Linked DNA regions of Sus scrofa: region 2 is linked to region 1. The links are chromatin contacts, called in public targeted proximity ligation maps. All regions are on one chromosome and are shown on one strand. The core of a region is the stretch at or near the end of the contact, and the rest is flanking DNA. Distances in the headings are between cores, read along the strand shown.

Region 1 (3,912 bases), core at 347-2,846:
TGAGCTGTGGTGTAGTTCACAGACTTGGCTCGGATCCTATGTTGCTGTGGCTCTGGTGTAGGCCGACGGCTACAGCTCAAATTAGACCCCTAGCCTGGGAAACTCCATATGCCGTGGGTGTGGCCCTATAAAAACAAAAGATAAAAAATAAATAAATAAATAAAATAAAAATACTTTATTGCTAAAAAATGCTAACCATCATCTGAGCCTTCAGAGATTTGTAGTAGTAACATCAAAGATCACCAATCACCATCCCCAACATGATAATGAGGCATTATCTCGTGGTGCAACAGGTTAAGGATCTGGCATTGTTGCTGCAGTGGCTTGGGTCACTGCTGTGACTCGGGTTCAATCCCTGGCCTGGGAGCTTTCACATCCATGGGCGTGGCCAAAAATTATTTAAAAAACAAACCCAAAAACATGAAAATGGAAAAATTTGAAATATTTTGAGGATTCTCAAAATGTGACACAAGAGGCATGTAGTGAGCAAACACCCCTGGAAAAATGGCACCAAAAGACTCATTTGACTCAGAATTGTCACAAACTTTCAAGTTGTAAAAACACAATAACTGTGAAGTGCAATAAAGAAAAGTATATGTAACCTACGTATAATTACTCTTTTGAGGTGACGTACCAAATTCTTTGGAAAATTTTTTGGGAAACATTAGCCCCATAGGGAGAGCTGACCACTGAGATAGAAGAAATGGCCCCCAATACTTAAAAATGCCCGAGGTCTCTACAGTGGTGGGTTTTGCTGACCAACACCAAAAAAGAGGAAAGGAAAACTCATGAATTCAAAAAGCATCCCTTGAACTTGTTAGATTTATTGTTAGAGTGAAAAATATAACCAGTTTCAGAATGAATCTGATTAAATCTTCTGAGGTTTCACTCTGAATCGGACGGTTTGCATGTATTCCAGGCTCACAGAAAAGCCAACCGGTAACACAAATCAAGATGGCCATAAACATAGATATCAGCTGAGAGGAGAAATTTCCACACCAAGACATTCCATCTTGCCCGGGGCCTGGCCCCTGCCCTGGACTGACTGCCACAGCTGGCAGATAAACAAACACACAAACACACACCCGGGGATCCTAATCCAAATTCAGCCCAAATTAGAGAGCGAACCTCACCACTCAGGCCTCATGACACAGCATGAGGCCCCCCTACCCCCGCCCCGCCCCCGCCCCACTTAGCATCATCACACTGAGGAATGCAAAACAAATCAACCTCTCTCCTTCCCATTGCCTGTACCACACAGCTTCTTTTATCAGCCACCTCCTGTGCCCCTTAGACAGTCATTCTTATAGGGCAGTCCAACTGCGGACCAACCGATGCTGTCTGGGATCCAATCCGGGGAAAGCCTGCATGAGGGTTCTATTTAAAACTTCTGCTCCACACTTCCCTCAGCTTCCTCCGCCCCAGGCACTGCTTGTTAAGACAAAAGGACATCGGGGGCGGGGGTGGTGTCTGATCCTAGATCCAGCCAGTCCAGTCCAGCTCAAGAACACAAAGGCTGTGGGAGGAGGAGCCGAGCTCCCACGCTGCCAACTGCAAGGCAAGCCAGGTAGGCTGGCAGCTCCCCTTCAAGCCCCGGCATCGTCACGCGGTTCCAGCGTGGTGTGGGGTCCGCTGAGGCCCACGGTGCTCCACCCGCTGCTGGAGGGGAGCCGGAACAGGCCCTCTGCTTGGTCCACAGGGAGCTTTTTCTCTCCTCTCTCCGCTTCCAGCCCTGATTTCAAACCCCAGTCTGTTGCTGATCTTCGGGAAAAGCGGATTATTTGGGTTTTAGGCTAAGACCTGGCCCACGCCCAAGAACACGTTTGGGGAAATATTTCAAGGAGCAAATGTGAAGGATAAAGCAGAAGCCCTAGCCTCCGAGAAACGCATGGCACCAGGGCTGGGAAGCCTGGGCTCATCCGCAGCATGTTCATGACCCCCAGAGGCTCGCGGGGCAGAGCGGATACTCTAGGAAGTGCTCTCCTGCCAGAGGCTGAACAGCGGGCCTCTTAGGTAGGGCCCTGCCTTCTTCCCGTGGGACATATTAGAACCAGTATCCGGTGGTACAGCTGGAGCTGCCCAGGTGACGCATTCTCCAGACAGAGCCACCCGAAGAGCTGGCAAGCTGTCCTACTCCGCCCAGCTCTGTGAGCTCATCGCGACGCGGACGCATCTGGTACATTCATCATCTTCTCCCGGGTGTGAAGGGATGTTTAGGAGGCAGATAATTTCGCCGGCATACATATGTGTATTATCATGCAGATATGACAATTATTTCATAATAGAAATGGAAGCCGAGTGGTTTTCGCCTGACCTTTGATCCTGCCAGAGCTGCAGAAAAACACGGGCTGCTATGTTGGAGAGTCAGGAAAAGGAAGCACAGAGGGAGGGAAAGAGATGATCGGCTTCTCTGTGCATTTGCTAGCGCGTGCTGTGCTCTTAGCCCTTTCTGGTGAATATCTGATTTCACAGGCTGAGCAAAAGCTAAATGGGAGACAAAGGGGCCCCAGCCAGCATGCACACATTTTCCATACCAGCCTGTAACTACAAAATAGAACAGAGTCCTAGAAAGCACGGCAACAGACCAGACATTGTAAAATGGTGCAAAAGGAAGAGAGAGATCGAGGAAGAGAGAACAAAGGCAAGAAGAAAATAATATGTAAAACTGGCTTTTTCTCATGATAACTTTCTTTTGAGTCAGATCCGAGTGCCCCACCTGTGTCATTTTTTGAGGAGTATTTAGCTAGACATGCATAGAGATAAATGCTTTTCTGCTTTAGATTTTCATCTCAGCAAGGGCCAGGCACAGTCCTATTCCCTCTCTAATTCCACAGCATCAAACTCTTGGTAGAAAATCTAATATTAATTTTTTTTCTGATCTAATTTGACAAGAGTTGGAAGATGTAGGGGGAAGAAGGAAATGAAACAGGATGTGTGAGAACAGGTGTATCCCAGCTTGAATTGACTATAAGCTGGGAGAAGAGGGAGTGGAAGGAGTCCTAGCCATTGAGTCCACCATGTTCCTTTGGTAATCCAGGAGACAACAGGTCTTCAATGGCCCAAACACCCCAGGTGTTTGCTGAGAAGATTGCGTGTGACAAGGGGAGCAAGGGTATGTGAAGGAAGCCAGTACCCAACCAATCCTTCATATTTATGGGCTGTCATCAATTAGGTATTTATAACTTGGGACATCCCTTTATTTGCATCACATTTGGAGTCGTTTCAATCATAGTTTCAGCGTAGGCAGATGTGACCAATGTAAAGGTTATTTCCTCTACTTCATGCATCTCAGGAATGTAACAGCCCTATTAGCTCAGCTCTGATCCCCCGGCTTTAGCCTCTGTGGAGGTCACACCTTGTCAACACTGGAGGGTGCTTATGCATTTTTATTCAGATTAACTTAGGGGAGTTTGATGGAGCTGTCATAATTCTCTCAAGCTCTTGGTCCTGTTTTGGATCAATTCACTGCCCTTCCAGCTGCAGAGAAATGCACAGCCTTTGAGGAGAATGATCTCCACACACCTCTCTTTTGCCAGTGGCTGCTACATGAAAACAGCCACCTGCCACCATCTGGCATCCATCCATTCATCCATCCATCCACCCATCCATCCATCATCCATCCCATGCTTCTTGGGCAGTTAGTGGTGGCATCCATTTCCCTTTTTTTTTTTTTTCTCTTTTGTGTTCTTAGGGCTGCACCTGCGGCATATGGAGGTTCCCAGGCTAGCAGTCCAATTGGAGCTATAGCTTCTGGCCTACACCACAGCCAGAGCAACACAGGATCCGAGCTGGGTCTGCAACCTACACCACAGCTCATGGCAATGCTGGATCCTTAACCCACTGAGAGAGGCCAGGGATCAAACCTATTAACCGCTGAGCCATGATGGGAACGCTGCATCCATTCCTTAAGAC
Region 2 (3,794 bases), core at 515-3,014, 140 kb after region 1:
CACCTCTCCCCTCACACAAAATCACCCCCACGTGCACATATGGACACACACATTCATACACACACATATCCATATACACATATGCACACACATCCACACGCATCCATATATACATATGCACACACAAGCACACACATCCATATACACACATGCACACATATACACATTTATCCATACACACACATGAACACACATCCATACACACACATACACATATATACACATATCCACATGCATACACATACACATGCACATATATACACATATCCACATGCATACACATACATATACATGTGCTCACAAGTACACATATACACACAGGCTTACACACAGACACACATACACACGTATATTGCTATCATTACTTGAAACAAGGATGATCACTTGATCCAAAGCCACCTTTCTTTCTTTCCTTCTTTCTTTCTTTCTGGCTAAGCCTGTGGCACACAGAAGTTCCTAGGCCTGGGATCAAGTGGTGCCACAGCAGTGACCTGAGCCTCAGCAGTGACAATGCCAGATCCTCAACCGCTAGGCTACCAGGGGATTCCTGCCATTAACTTCTTAGTGCCGATCAGACCCCCTCTTCTCAAGAATCTGAATAAAGAGATGTATACACTGTGATGAAGTATAATGATAAGCCTTTCAGCCCAGATGCTGGTCTGTTGGGGGCGAGAGCAAGTCAGTTCCTTGGCGAGCAAAGACAGGAAGGACAGAGGCCCCTTGGATGAGCGGAGCGGGCTGGGCCATCAGGAGGAAATGAAGCAGAGGAAGGCACTGGTGGCCACGCTGCCCATGCCAGTGGGAAGAGCTGTGCCCATCCTCACTGCTTTCCTGTCCACCTCGGGAAGCTCTCAGCATTTCCACATTTTATTTAAACTAGTTTGTCTGGATGTCTTTCTTTAAAACCCAAAGGTCTCGGACTATGGCAGAAACAAACACACGAATGATCCCATTGACTGTTTCAATTTCCAGTGATGATCAGTTTCCCCAAGTTCATACAGGTGACAGGACTCAGGAGGCCCAAACCCAGCATCACGCAAGCAAACCCATCCAGTTCCGTCCGTGTTTCCCCAAGTGTCCCTGAGCTCAGCAGATGTCACTAATGACCCATCGTGTTCAAGTCGGAAACCTAGGTGTGACCTCAACCTTCCCCCTCCTTCTCCGTATCCACCCTGTTTGAAACAAGCCCTCTCAAACGTGGCTCAGATCCACCCGCCGCCCTGCCCTCGTCTAGGCTCTATATCCCCTCAAATCCAATATCTGCAGCAACTTCTCACACCCGGACCCTCCTAGTGCTCAAGGCTGATCTTTGCACATGCTCGCTCATGTGCATGCATACACACACACACACACACACACACACACACACACACACGCTTTTAAAGCCTTCTCGTGGCTTTCCTTTGCCTTTTAGGGTGAAATCAAGGCTCCCACGTGAGACGCCCTGGCCGTACACCCTCCTGTTGGGCCTCTCGCATCCTCCCCAGGCTCTGCCCAGGCTGAGCCTCTTTCAGTTCCTCAAATATGTCGTGCTTCTCTGCCTGCAGGACTTTCATGCAGCCTGTTCCATGGGGGTGGAACTCTTCCTCTACCTGGCTGACTCCTACTCTCGTGTCTCACCCTAGACTCTGTGTCCTCCCCAAAGCCTCCTCTGACTCTCAAAACTCAAGGCTAAGGAAACCCGATATGTGGTGCTGTGACCTTCTGCGCCCGGCCACGCAGAGCTCTCTCCAGCCTCCAGGATTATTTTCTGTCTCCCCTGCTGGCCTATAGGCTCCCTGCAGGCATATCCCCAGTGCCAAGCCCACAGCACGCACCTAGGAAGGCGTGGAGGAATGAACGGATCATGCTCTAGATATTTCTAGTGAACCAGCTCTGACACACATTTTCATTCTAGCTTTCAGCTTTCAAGGATCTGGTATAAATCATGAAAAGGAAGGTGGGAGATGAGGCCCAAAAATAACATTAATAAATAAAATTTATTGTTGCTATTATTAGCACGCTTGAAGTTTCTCCTTTTTTTTGACAAGGCTGTAGCTTCTAGTCTCATGACTCTAATTACACTTTGACTCTCTTTGCCCTTATGGTGAGTCCTTACTCAGGACCCTCTTGGGTGTTCTTGCACATCAACCCCACAGCTCCTTCCAGAAGTCTCTCCTCCTAACAGGGTGGACATAAGCCAAAAAGTTGCCATAAAAAAGAACAAACTAATGCCATTTGCAGCAACAAGGATGGAACTAGAGACTCTCATACTAAGTGAAGTAAGACAGAAAGGGAAAGACAAATACCATATGATATCACTTATATCTGGAACCTAATATACGGCACAAATGAACCTTTCCACAGAAAAGAAACTCATGGACTTGAAGAACAGACTTGCGGTTGCCAAGGGGGAGGAGTAGGGAGTGGGATGGACTGGGAATCTGGGGTTAGTAGATGCAGACTATTGCCTGTGGAATGGATAAGCAATGAGATCCTGCTGTATAGCACTGGGAACCATATCTAGTCACTTATGATGGAGGATAATGTGAGAAAAAGAATGTATACATGTATGTGTGATTGGGACACCTTGCTGTACAGTAGAAAATTGACAGAACACTGTAAACCAGTTCTAATGGAAAAGAATAAAAATCATTTAAAAAAAAAAAAAAAGCCAAAAGGTCTCCACTACACGCATGCAGGAGTGTATTATTCGCCTGAGGAAACTAAGTCCTCACACAGAGACTGTCTTCTCCCTCCGGCGGCTGCCTTGGGAACCAATCTGACCATGTTGGGAAGGATCAGAGGGCAGAGCTTGAAGCCTGGGGGCAGGAAGGTGGTGACCAGAACATCCGAAGGAAACCTCAGGAGCTAGATGTGTGTGGTGGGTTTAGAAAGGAAATAAGAGATTATCAGAGGGAGACACTGAGAAGGAAGATGCTTCAGACCTCAGCACCTCCCCCTCCCCCACCACAGACTCGGTATTTTTGCTCTGAGAGAGCTGTGTCTTTGGCTTTCAATCACTCTTGCTGGCTTTCAAGTCAAGGCATAGAAGATTCAGAGGCAGAGGCCAGCATCTGACCGCTCGGCCGTTTGGCTGGTCTGCACGCGCAAGTGAGTGAGGGCAGGCTTCGGGTTAGGACAGCACCCCCTGGAGTTGTGACCCCCTCTCCGGCTGTCTCCCACGCGGCACCACGGCCGCCTCCCCTTTGTTTCCTGATTTCAGCTCAGATATCAGCTCCTCAGAGAGGCCTGCTCTTGGTCCTGTGTTATCACTTTCAAAGCGCTCATCCTTGTCCAAAAGTCTTTTTAAAATGTACCTGTTAGCTCTCTCCCCCCACAGAACGCAAGTTCCGGAGGGCACCATCTGCGGGGTCCAGCTCTTCTGAATCCTGGGCACCTAGGAAAGCACCAGCTGGGACTGGGGCTGCTCAGCAACAGTCTATCCAACCAAATTCTTTCCAACCGAAGCTTCAACCCTCAACAAGTGACCAAATGTTAGCAGTATTTGTTTCTAAGCTATTCACATCTAGCTACCAATAATCGTTTTTGCCCATTCCTCAAAATGACTGTCCTTCTTCTAATTGTGTATGTCTTTCATCTCATCAGATTCCACGTTTGCAACATTTGGAACATCTATCATCTCCCGTGGGCTAAAGGGAAACTGTGATTTTAAAAAGACGGTCATTGCTGAAGATGGTATAAAACGCACTGTAAAAGGAAAATCTCCAAAGGCTTAAAGGGCATCAGGAGTGGCCATCTCCTTTTTCTGAAGAGCTCCTAGGTGGTGCCTGGCCAGCTGCTCCGCCCCAGGA

The links.
Region 2: a targeted proximity ligation map of skeletal muscle shows a contact between it and region 1. A contact is called at or near these places in 1 of 47 Hi-C or Micro-C datasets (heart right ventricle) and 1 of 2 datasets of targeted methods (skeletal muscle).

The regions. Positions count from the first base shown.
Region 1 is chr4:72,393,130-72,397,041 of Sscrofa11.1, forward strand. No RefSeq gene overlaps it. Among named protein-coding and RNA genes, the nearest start is that of CLVS1, 140 kb to the left of the region's middle.
Region 2 is chr4:72,529,262-72,533,055 of Sscrofa11.1, forward strand. No RefSeq gene overlaps it. Among named protein-coding and RNA genes, the nearest start is that of CHD7, 220 kb to the right of the region's middle.